Regions from separate parts of the Mus musculus genome. Here region 1 is linked to region 2. A link is a contact called in public promoter capture Hi-C data. All regions are on one chromosome and are shown on one strand. The core of a region is the stretch at or near the end of the contact, and the rest is flanking DNA. Distances in the headings are between cores, read along the strand shown.

Region 1 (5,904 bases), core at 3,018-5,517, 820 kb before region 2:
CATTATTTTTGTCTTTGTTGCTGCCGGAGGTAGCTGTGAGAACCTTGTTGTTGTTGTTGACTTATATATAACACACTAAGTCTACTTGGTACTGCTATATGTACTTGGCTGCACTAGAGGATGGGAAACTCACCAGAGACCCAAAAGATTACTCTCCTGGCCCTTACACCATGTCCTACCAATGTCTCCTTAGTATGTATTGGGACCTGTCTTAGTTAGGCTTTTACTGTTGTGAACAGACATCATGACCAAGGCAAATCGTATGAAGGGCAACATTTAATTGGGGCTGGCTCACAGGTTCAGTTCAGAATCATCAAGGCAGGAGCTGAGAGTTCTACATCTTCATCTCAAGGCTGCTAGCAGAATACTGGCTTCCAGGCAGCTAGGACAAGGGTATTAAAGCCCATGCCCACAGTGACACACCTATTCCAACAAGGCCACACCTTCTAATAGTGCCACTCCCTGAGCTGAGCCTATACAAACCATCTAAGGACCTGACCATATTCACCTTACACTGATGCCGTGGCTGGCTTGGTCTGGCTTGGTCTTCTGCAGATCATGCTCTGGTAAGCAGCTGTATTGCATTTATGATGGCCACACCAGACGGAGTCCAGAGGTTACTGAGTCACAGGACCCCTCTCCATTTTCTGGCTTTTGCTTTCTTTTTTATCTCTCTTCCCTCAAAGTTCGCTGAGCTTCATAGTGATGTCCCAACATGGGCTAAGAGCCGAGTCTCTTGTTCTGCTTCTCTCCGTCGGCTGTCACCAACTGCTTTTCTGGCTTGTTGAGAACAGCTCAAGGGTATTGGTATGTCATAAATATTTAGAGACATAATTTGACATAAGATAACAACAGCGCGTTCCTCCCTAGGCCTTTGACCTCCCCAGTCAAGGGCTTTGACTATGAAATACCAGACCTGATATCGCCTCCTGTAGAACAGGCCTTAAATCCCGTCTGAAATTGGTCAGTTACCCCACAGTGCTCATTCCACTGACCCTGCCTTGTGGGCTCATCTTACATAGCAGGTCGATATTGTAGCACACAGGTCCAGCATTCTCAATGCTTGTGAGAAAAGTCTGACCACAGTTTCTTCAAAACATAGGATTGCTCTCAGAATGTGTTTTTCTGCCCTCTTGCATGTGGTAGGTAGGAATGGGTTGCTCCAATTTACCCACTGATTCTTGTTTTTGTTATTCAGAATGTTTACAGCCTGGACCTATGTCGCCTTTACTCAGGTGACCCTCAGAGTATAAATTGTCTGTTCGATGCTCTAAATGGAAGTTGGTTGTTCCCTGAGACTTGAGTCTGTGTCATTCATCGGCTCCGCTCTCACAGGTCCCACTGCCTCTAGTGTGGTGACAGATACTGTACCTCCTGGATCTGGAGATGGAAGCGAGGCATCATGCAGGTGCTGGGAATCCAACCCAGGTCCTCTGGGGGGAAAAAAATCAATAATGTTAACCACTAAGCCATTTCTCCAGCAGTGTGAGCTCTCTATGTCTTACAGACAACGTGTGTGGTGTCTACAGGGTTTTATCACGTAATTAAGTGGATGGCAAAGGGCAACTGCATAGCCGGTCTTGTTCTGCCATCTTCTGTGACCTTCCTGACCCAGGAAGGGGTCCCTTCTACTGAGACTTTCGTTTAATAACCCAAGTTGTCTGCGAATGATATTGTCCACCCCTCTGGGGTGATTCCACGTGAATTCCGTTTCCCTTTGCTAAGCTGTGGTTTTGAAGTTACCGTAGTAATTCCTGAGCTTCTCTAGGGCTTTTGTATACAACTCTGGTTTTGGTTAACCCACTCCCACGGACCGCCCCACCTCCCATGCATATCGCTTAAATCTCCATAGCCTCCCTTCTTTCAACTCCTATCTGTTCTACTAACCCTCTGATTATTAGTGTTTGGGGCTCTTTTGTGAGTCAGTAGACCTCCATGTGACCCTTCAAGCCCCCTTCCTTTGGGTTACTCTCCCCCTCCCTCAAAGGCCCCCTTCTTGTTTCCTGGCTTCTGCCCATGGCTCAAGGGAAATACACAAGGTGTGAAGCTGGGATCTGCATGCAAGAAGCTGAGCTTTTTGGCTTCTAGGGATAACTTTCTGACCTCACACAGTTGTTTTAGCCTAGGCTGGAACTCCTAGTTCTTCTGCCTGTACTTTTCTATACGCTGGGATGGCAGAAATAGGTAGCTTTGGAATCGCCAAGTATCAAATTCAAACATTCTCGAGTTGTGGTATACAGGGAAGACAGTGAGTGGGAGTCTGAAAAGGCTGTGAGTCCCTCACAGGAGCTTTACCCCAAATGAGATGCATTTAGTAAGCATCCTTCATGATCCTGTGAAAAAAGACCATGGCCTCTTGACCACCAGACCCAAAGCCTGACTAGACCCTGCAACCAACTAACCAACACTGGTTCCGCAGCACTGCAGCCCAGTTCAGATTCAAGCGGCAAGCATTCAGGACTGTCCGTGTCCCTATTTGCTAAGCTGGAACTGCAGGATGAACTGGACCTATAGGAAGAATAACCTCCAAATAAAAGGCCCAGTGAGCTACATTTTGTCCAACTGCTCCTTTGTGGAAGGTTTCCCTGCTGCCCCTGAGGCACACTCACCGGTGGGTTTTTGGGTTTTTTTTTGTTGTTGTTGTTGTTGTTTGTTTTTTGTTTTTCTATTCTGGTCAGTACCAATTATAGCTTCTGTATGTTCTAGTGTTTTCTGTGAAGAGACCTGTGTGGACTCTCTTCCTGACAGTCGTCTATGGAGTGCTAAGATGGGTTTTCTGACTGAATAACAATCTCTCCAAATCCCTGGGTCCACAGGCAGGTTTTCTTCCTTCCCTCTTTCAGTATCCTTTGTGTATGTGTGTGAATGCATGTATGTGTGTGCATTCATGCATGCATACAGGTGTGTGTCCATATGCATGTTCATGTGTGCTATGGCATACTCGTGGGGGTTAGGGAACAACTCCCTGAACTCAGTCCTCCCTTTCCACTGGTTCCACAGGCCATACTTACACCTCCAGGTTTGTGCATTTTTGCAAGAGCCTTTACCCACTGAGCCATCTCATTAGCCCTTAAAGAGGTATGTGTTGTATCAGGACACACCAATGCTGAAGAACACAGGACCATTTCAGGAGGGTAGGGCTGGGAGGTGGTTAGACCACTCCATATCTGAACCCTAGATGTCTGCCCTAATTTCACAGAGCTGGTGGCTTCCAAGATCATCACAGTGAAGGAAGCAGGAAGGAATGTGGGGTGGGAAGAAGCATAGAAACTGCCTTTTTTTCCTGCTCTGTCGGCACATTTATAACAAAATTGTAACTGTATAATGTTATGGTATTATTTAACTGACGTGTGTACTTTGGAATGTTTATAGCCACCATAAATCAAGAGGCCGCCAAAGCAGGGCAGTGGCCACAGGTAGACATTCCAAGGAAAACGTATGAAATAAGTAATGCAATCACAGAGCACCCACGTTCCAGCCCCAGCCAGAGATCGGAAAATGAAGCAGCCGTTGTCCAAATGCAGGCACCCCCAAAATGAGTTTTCTGGGAATGGAGGTGGCTGCGGCCTCCTCGCAAGCTCTCAGTGAAGATGCGGAGTGAGGACGGTTATTAAACCAGTAAGAACAAAATGGCTGACCCCAGAGAACACCTGGCTCTGCAGGCCCTGCTGCTGAGCTTAGTGACAACCCTCAGTGGCAGTAGCTTCCTATGCTGGGAGCTGGATCGTGATGGTATTTATTTCCCTATTTATGACTTCTGCCCAATTTACATTATCTAAAGAGAAGGATTTGCACTCCCTAAGGCATAAAATCCTATGGATTTACAAACTGTTCGATGCCTGCCCTCAGTAATTTTTTTTCGGGGCTTAAACTACTTTTATATCTTGACCAGTGGCTTGTAAAATGCACATCAAAATGAGTTCTGGCTAGATAAGGATCTGGCCATTAAAACTCTGTGGGCCCTTGGTCTGAAGGCAGCGGCCGTGCAATCCTCAGGACACTGTCGCTATTCTTTAATCCCCGGAGCTCTCATGCCTAACCTCACAGTGGGGAAGGTGAGCCCTGAAACTGGAGGTTTTGTTCGTTTTAAGTGTTTGCAAAACACCTTAGAGCCCCTCTGTCGGCCTTTGGGCCTTCAAGGCAAAAAAGTATAAGCTTAGGTGGTAAAAAAGAAAGCTAAAAGTTAAAAATTAACAAATAGGGATTAATCACACCCCAGAGGGCAGCAGGCTGTTTTTCCTCTTCTTGGACAGGTTGTATGATCTAACACACTGGAAGAAAATGCCCAGGTTGTTTCTCCCGGTGCCAGAGAGGATATAGTCTAGGGGAGTTTCTACCCATTCCACTTTTGTTGAGTTCAATTTTTCTCTGTTTATCAACTCAGGAATGTGGACGAATTTAGGATTTTCAGATGTAAGGGTCTGGCAGGGTAGGAAACTGGTGGTGCCGGGCTCTCTTTATTCAGGAAGATTCCAATTTCAGGGCCTGTCCAGGCTACGGGTGTGATTAGGAACAGCCCAGGCAACTTAGCCTAGTCTCAACATCAAAAGCAACAGGGCCCACAGGGCTCGGGCTGTAGATCTTTGGCTGAGTGAGAGACCTTGCATTCTAGCCCCAGTAACAAATGGAAGTAAGGGGGAGGGAGGGGAAGGGAGGGAGAAAAGAAAAGTAGGAGGGAGGGAATTTCCAACTGCTGCCTTGAGGCTCTGAAAATGGCTTTAAATTTTTAAAATAAGATAGAGCTCCTAAACCCGTAGCAAGGAACATTTACAAAGAGCTATTGAGAACGGAGACCCTGGGCACCTCTCAGTCTTTTACAGTCCCTCCATGCACCGAGATTCTGATCCTAAAAAACTACCTTCAGAGCATCAACAACAACAAAATCACAATAATCTCAAACTCTTGGCCTAGAATTTATATTTTAGCCTGGCACCGAAATAAAAACAAACAACAACAACAACAACAACAACAACAAATTGTCACATTCAACTTCTTTTGGGGGAACCTCTCATGCCCAAACCTCTGTAGGCTTGGGAGTCCTTTTTTTTTTTTTTTTGGTAAGGCTAGGGCAGGGGGATTTGATGGATGGCCCTCTCCTGGGGTGGGGGAGGTATCATCTGATGAGGCTCCAGCAGCCAGGATGGATGCACTTCCACCCTTCCTCCCTGCCCCTTGCAGCCTTGCTGTCTGCCCCTGGATGGGAAACAACAGTCCTGCTTAGCATCCTGCTTCTTCTAAATGAGACAGATAGGGATTGAGACAGTAGAACTCCAGGTGTTGGCGTTTGAGCCATTAGATTATAATTATGTTTTAAGAAAACCACTGCAAAAGCAAAAATAAAATTGAAAAAAACCTAACCCCCTAGAATTTAGATTTAGCACCCCCTCCCCTTTGTCCTCTGTCTGACTCCTCGTGTGGCCTCTCTCACCAGCCCTAGATGATTTATTATTTCAGAGACCCAGAGGGGACACAGCCCTGCCACTCTGTAAAGGTCACACTGTTAGTAGAGACTTTATCTGGGTCAGAGGCTGCCCTCGCATACCAGGGAAAAGCCCTCTATGAAGTTAATGAACAACCAGCCAGAGCAGGTCTGTGGCCAGCATTGCCGTGGTAGAGAATGGCTGGCCTTGTGGTGATCCAACTTCTGCACCACCCACCCACTCCTAACAGAGAGATTCCTGTTTTTATCACATCTGCAATGCTGGACCCACCCTGGGAATTCACTCTCCACGGAATGGTGTCTTTACAAAAACTCATTTAGCCCAGGCAGGCTTTCATTTTTTTTCTTCCCTGGTTGGGGGGTGGTCTCCATCTGAAGGAGAGAGAAGAAGGTTGACCTTGATGAGCAAACTACTGTCCCCAGGGTATCCAGGTTGTATCTAGGTTGGAATTTGGGGCCCATTC
Region 2 (5,840 bases), core at 2,191-4,690:
GTGTGTGTGTGTGTGTGTGTGTGTGTGTGTGTGTGTGTGTGTGAGTGAGTGTTCTGGGGCACACATATGGAGGTCGGAGGATAACTTGCAGGAATCAGTTCTCTCTTCCCACCATTTAGGCTTCTGGGACTCAAACTCAGATCATTAAGCTTGGCAGCAAGTGCCTTTACCCATAGACTTGTCTCGGTGGCCCCAGCCACATCGTACAAACATGGATCTGTGCAAGCAAACAGCCTATCATGTCCCTCTCTATCCAGATGATCCTCACCGAAGGCCGGCAGGACAGCACTGCGAAGGCCTTGCTCACCCTGAATGCCCGGTGCTGACAGTTTAGGAGACTGTGGTGTAGTGTGTTTGAAGCCAGCCACTCACCAGGGGCCACCACTGTCATTGGCCAGACCTGAAGACTCACCTTGGGCATCAAACTTCATCCAGGCAATGTCATCGCCCACACATTCGACCTTCCACCCGGGCAGGCTGGGGTTCATCATGGCCAAGTTAGTCTTCCCACAGGCACTAGGGAAGGCTGCGGCCAGGTATTTCTTCTTGCCTTCGGGGTTAGTTATGCCCAGGATCTGCAGGGATGGACGGGATCAGCTTTAGTGTCTCTGGTCCTTGGCATGCATGTAGAAAACTCACAATAAAACCCATTACTCTGTATCCTTCATATGGTAAAAGAGAGAAATGAAGGGTGTGTATCTTCAACATAAACCTAGGACTGTCTTCCAAACTAGCGGAGGGTGGGAGGGGGCAGAAAATGAAAAGGAAGATGCTGAGGAATAAATGGGAGGGAGGTGGGGGAGGGGGTTGAGTTCGGTGCTGTTGTCTAAGAAAGGAAGATCTGTGTTCCTTCCTGCAGCAAAGGTCTGGGAAAGCGCGTAGGGTCTTCCCAAAGGCAGATCGCCATGATCCATCCCTCACGCATCAGGATAAACTAATGGGGTACCAAAGAATAAAATCCCCCAGGGTCACTGCAGCCCCAGTGTGTCTGAGTCCCTTTCAAAGAGACAAACGCTGGGGTACTTAGAGTCAACTTGGTATTGCTCCACTCTGCCCTCAAGTCCCCAGATGTTGGGGAACCTTGACATAGCTCACCTATGCCACCCCAGGCCCTCCAAATTTCCTCCCAGGGTTCCCTGACCACATACCAGCATATGCTCCGCCAGCCACCCTTCCTCCTTAGCCAGACGGCTGGCGATCCGCAACGCAAAGCATTTCTTCCCGAGTAGTGAGTTCCCACCATATCCGCTTCCAAAGGAGATGATCTCTCTGCGGTCCGGGAGGTGGGCGATCAGGGTCAGCTCAGGGTTGCAGGCCCAGTTGTTGACCAAAGGCTCTGCAAACAAGCAAGCCACAGTGAGCTTGTGGTGCACATCCCTGCCCAAGTCTCCAGGCTGGCCTCGAACCAGCTACGGAGCTGAGAAGGACCTGAAACTTCTGGTTCTCCTGACTCCTGCGTGCTGGGGTGGTAGGCCTGACCCAGCATGTTCAGTTTATTTGGTGTCTGGGATCAAACTCAGGGCCTCATGCACGCCAGGAGAGCACCCCACCCGCTGAACCCTTCCCCAACTTCTCCCTCCACCTTCGATCTGGAAAGAATGTACTTACTTTTTAAGGGGAGAGGGCACCCCACAGAGTGCAGGCACTTGATGAACTCCCCATCTCCCAGGGCCTCCAGCACAGATATGCCCATCCGAGTCATGATCCGCATGCTGGCCACCACATAGGGCGAGTCTGTCAGTTCAATACCAATCTTGGCCAGCGGCGAGCCCAGTGGCCCCATGCTGAATGGGATGACATACATGGTGCGGCCTGCAGAGGCGGGTGGGCAGAAATAGGTAAGAAGTCACGGAGGCCCACTGAGCATCCTCGGCTCCTCCTCCTAATGGTACCCACAGCCGTGTCTTCCACATCATGCCTTTTGGCCACGAACCTCTGGTCTAGGAGGCCGTCGGAAACTGCAAAGTGCTGAAATTAAACTTTTCATAACCCTCCTGTTTGGCAGCTTAACATCCACATGGGTGGGAAGCATTTTATGTATTTTCTATTTTGTCTATTAAGGATTGAACCCAGGGCCTTGGAAATTCTAGGCAAACACTCTACCACGGAACCATAGCTACAGCTACCTTTTGAGTTTTTCTTTTGAGACCAAGTGTAAATTGCTCAGGCTGGCAGAAACTTGGAATGCTCCTGCCTCGGCTTCCGTGTCTGGGCTGACAGGCCTGAGCCACCAGGACTTGCAGAGAACATTTTAATATTCCTGTGTGTCACCACCCATGAAACAGAACCAGACAGTGCACTTCACACGTGGGCCACGCTTTGCAGCTCAGGTCGCCATTAGGAACATGAACTATGTACACAGCACACTGTCAGGCCTGGGGTCTGGTCTCACCCACCTTTCATGCACCCTGGGAACCTGGCGTTGAATGCTTTCTCAAAGTCCTCTTCCGACATCCAGCGGCCCAGCTGGCTGAGGCCAGTTTTGGGGATGGGCACTGTGTCTCTCTGCTCTTGGGTGATGATGACTGTCTTGCTTTCGATCCTGGCCACATCTCGAGGGTCAGTGAGAGCCAGCCAACTGAAAAAGTCACAGGGACTCCTTCAGCAAGGTATCCTCGGGGATGTACCTCTCTTGCCCACGCCAGGTCCTTCCAAGCCTTGCGGGAAACAAGGACAACAGGAGCTTGACCAGGTGGACATTAGCTAGACTGTGACCTGGCCCTGGGGAAAGGAGTTGCTTTGTATAGTTATCCAGAATCTAGTGGCTGGCTATGCTAACCTCACAGGGCATCTCTTAAGCTTCTCAGGTGTTTGCTACGGCAAGGTCTTCATTCTCCAAACGCTAAGAAGATAGAGTTAGGGAGGCTGTGGGCCAGAGAGTTAGGGCTGAGGGGACTCACCAGTTGTCATATTTCTTCAGCTTGCGGATGACACCCTCCTCCTGCATGTGGGCCAGCAACTGCCCGTACTCCTCCTCGGAGCCATCGCAGATGTGGATATACTCCGGCTGGCACAGCTGAGCATTGCCTTCCACGAACTTCCTCACTGCCTGGGGCAGGCTGTCGAGGCTGCCCTGGATGACCTTGGCAGAGAAGTCCAGACCGTTATGCAGCTGAGGAGGCATAATTGCAATGGTGTGGAGAGAGGCAGGAACTCTGGTGCCACCTGAAACAGAAAAAGGGACTCATGAACACCATGGAGCACCCATGGGCCCCTTCTCGGTCCTTCCGTAGACTTTGCATGGGTTGCAAGTGGCTAGGGAGCCATGGCTGTCAGGGTAAAGAACATGAGTGGGCCCCTCATTGTATTTTTGGAGAGGTGAATGAAATGACCCTGCCTACCTTTCTTCCTTTTGGAAGGTCTGGATCAGAGATCGCTGAGCGCCTTGCCGGATTTCCCCTGTTGACCGAGGGTGTGTTCCCAGAGGGAAGGCCAACTGTGCTTGGTAGCCCGCCCTCCTTGCTTTAAATACTATATAGAAGGGAGGACAGCCCTGCCCCTCAGCTGGACCCGGAGGCTCGCCTCTGACGTAAGGGGCAGGCCTTTGGATCATAGCCATGGTCAGCACGGTTTGGAACTGACTTAACACAATAAACTCCAGGGAGATAATGATTGAACTTGTGGTTGTTAATGAATGTTGGGAGGCCTCAGGCCCCTCTATCAGCCATAGTGAGTCCTTACACAACATTTGATTGACTAAACTTTGACCCTGCCTGTTGCTGATGCAAACTGCAGGCTCTTGCCTTAATTGTCAGGTGGGGGTCAAGGGCAGGCCTAGCCGAGACGCCTCTTGGACTTCATATGTTGCTGGCTGCACATTTTGTGTGCCGGTGGCTGCTGGTTGTCAAAACACCACAGCTGTGAGGTGTCACTCCCACGGCCAAAGGTCATGAGAAGGAAATTCAGCTCTGAGCCATGAGACTTCTAGATAATGTCTGTACCTGCTGAGTTAGCTGGGGTGTGTTACCTCACTAGGTGTGTGGTGGATTCTCTGGCCATCCCAAGATGAACACTGCAGAGATTAGGAGTGGCTGTAAGCTTTGTTCTGACAGGACAATACCTGACTCACAGTAATCACTCATACGTACATACTGACCCCTGCTCTAAATGTTTTCTGTCATATCATTCATTACTACCTCTTGAAATGGAACTCTGATGATCCCGGGTACAGACCAGGAAACTGAGGCAGAAAGGTCACTAAACAGGTCCCAGCCGGCTGGCGAGAGCCAGAAGAGTATGCATCAGGCAGGCTGGGCTACAGAGGACTGTGGGGTCCCTTGGGAGGACTGCTGTCTGTTGTAGACCCTTCAGTGTCTTCTTCAAGAAGTTCTGCGTTAGACACCATCACCCTTGGAGCTGCCTGGAATCGTCTTGAATGCCCAAGTGTCTGGAGAAAGGAGGGGAGGGGGCTTGGCCGTGCTGCTGGGTGGCACTTGAGCAACAAGACCTTTACCACAGTTGTAAAGACTTCTCTGCGAGCCACAGACCTTCATGCCAATTGAGCGAGCTGAGAGCTTGCTTGTCGGAGTTCAGAAGTGAGTGAGAAGTCAATGGGAGAGAGCCCATGGGCAGGCCCGGCTCCCACAGCTGGCCTCAGAGTAAGGGGCAGAGACATGGCCCACTTCCCTGTAGGCAGGAGGATGGTGACAGGCAACTTTGTGACTCTGCTTACTAAGACTTGTGTCAGATTTGAGGCACTGTGAGAGCCATCCCAAACAGAGTGCTTTTGGCCTGAACTATGGGGGCTTGACTCACTCTGCAAAGCTGTGTGAAGAGCTACTGCCTCCTGCACCCCAACTGCCAGCATTCTGGGGGTCCGTCCACTGGACCTTCCGTGTCGGTACAGAAGAAGTGGCTTCCTCTTCAGGTCACTGAGACTGCTCATGAAGGGTGGCCTCACCCTATGTAAACTATAGGCTGTCAACCCAGCCAGAGTGTCCTGCTCAGTGTCTCCATATCAGGCACGGGCTAAACCAGCCTTTCCAGTGCACACTTCCTCTGAGAGTCTTGGCCAGTCTCCACTCCACTGCTAAAACTGCCGTTTGTTTCAACTTAACCCTGGAAGGTTAAGTTGGGAAAAAAAAAGGAGAGACTATTAATTCAGCTGGAGTTTTAATCACTCTACATACATCCAAGGTACCTCTGCTGTGGGCCTCCTGGGAGGGATATAGTAGCCCAATGATGGTGGAGGAGCAGGGGTCCCCACGACCTTCCAATTAGTCCAAATCCCCACATACACTATGCTGGATCTTGTCAAAACTGGGTTTCAAAATGACCTGGGGGTCCATGATCCTCTAGGAGAACTGAGACATACAGCAGGATTCTGAGGACAGTCAGGCAAAGCTGGCTAGCGTGTCCTCACCCCTAACTGAGGACATCTTGAGGTCCGGTCTTCCCTTGTCTTTGGTGATTTCTTGCCCGCAAGAGGCCTCACTGGGCAGCCCTCTGTCCCCTTCCCAGGGAGGCACTGTGAGCCACGGCATCTTCCTACTGCTTCATCTTGAAGAAGTCTCAAAGGGACTGCTGGGTGTTGGTTGCCAGCTGCCCTGCTGGGGGCGTCCCAGAGAGTGCCCAGCCCACCTTATGTGACGTTCAGTGCTTGTACAGGACAGGCAGAGGGCCATGGGTTCCCACAGGGTGGGAGTTTCCCATGTGGTTTCTCACACAGACATATGGAGGCCCCCTAGACTCTCAGGGGTTCCTTAGACTCATGTTCCCTTAAGTCAAAGTGGCTTTCTGTCAAGTCTGTAAACAGTTGCTTCCAGATGTAAAGCTGCTTTAAAGAGGAAGAGAGGAAGGCCAGACACTCAGAAACAGACTCAAAATTATACTGCTGTATT

What was found. Promoter capture Hi-C pulls out the DNA fragments that hold promoters and counts their contacts.
Region 1: a contact with region 2 is called in a promoter capture Hi-C map of liver, with 2.1 times the contacts expected there. The contact joins the enhancer-like site here to the promoter of Pck1 in region 2. A contact is called at or near these places in 3 of 39 promoter capture datasets (the 3T3-L1 cell line, the HPC-7 cell line and liver) and 1 of 9 other capture datasets (embryonic stem cells).

Annotation. Positions count from the first base shown.
Region 1 is chr2:173,976,089-173,981,992 of GRCm38.p6, reverse strand. No RefSeq gene overlaps it. Among named protein-coding and RNA genes, the nearest start is that of Gm30143, 40 kb to the left of the region's middle. Within about 2 kb of position 4,267, at least 58 of the 459 cell types and tissues checked have an H3K27ac peak or open chromatin away from gene starts, as enhancers often do. A contact at or near this core is called in liver, where this site is marked.
Region 2 is chr2:173,150,673-173,156,512 of GRCm38.p6, reverse strand. Pck1 (phosphoenolpyruvate carboxykinase 1, cytosolic) reads right to left here and starts at 3,440. Exons shown (of 10, transcript NM_011044.3): 1 at 3,342-3,440; 2 at 2,901-3,165; 3 at 2,397-2,578; 4 at 1,609-1,812; 5 at 1,149-1,336; 6 at 413-575. The coding sequence starts at 3,124.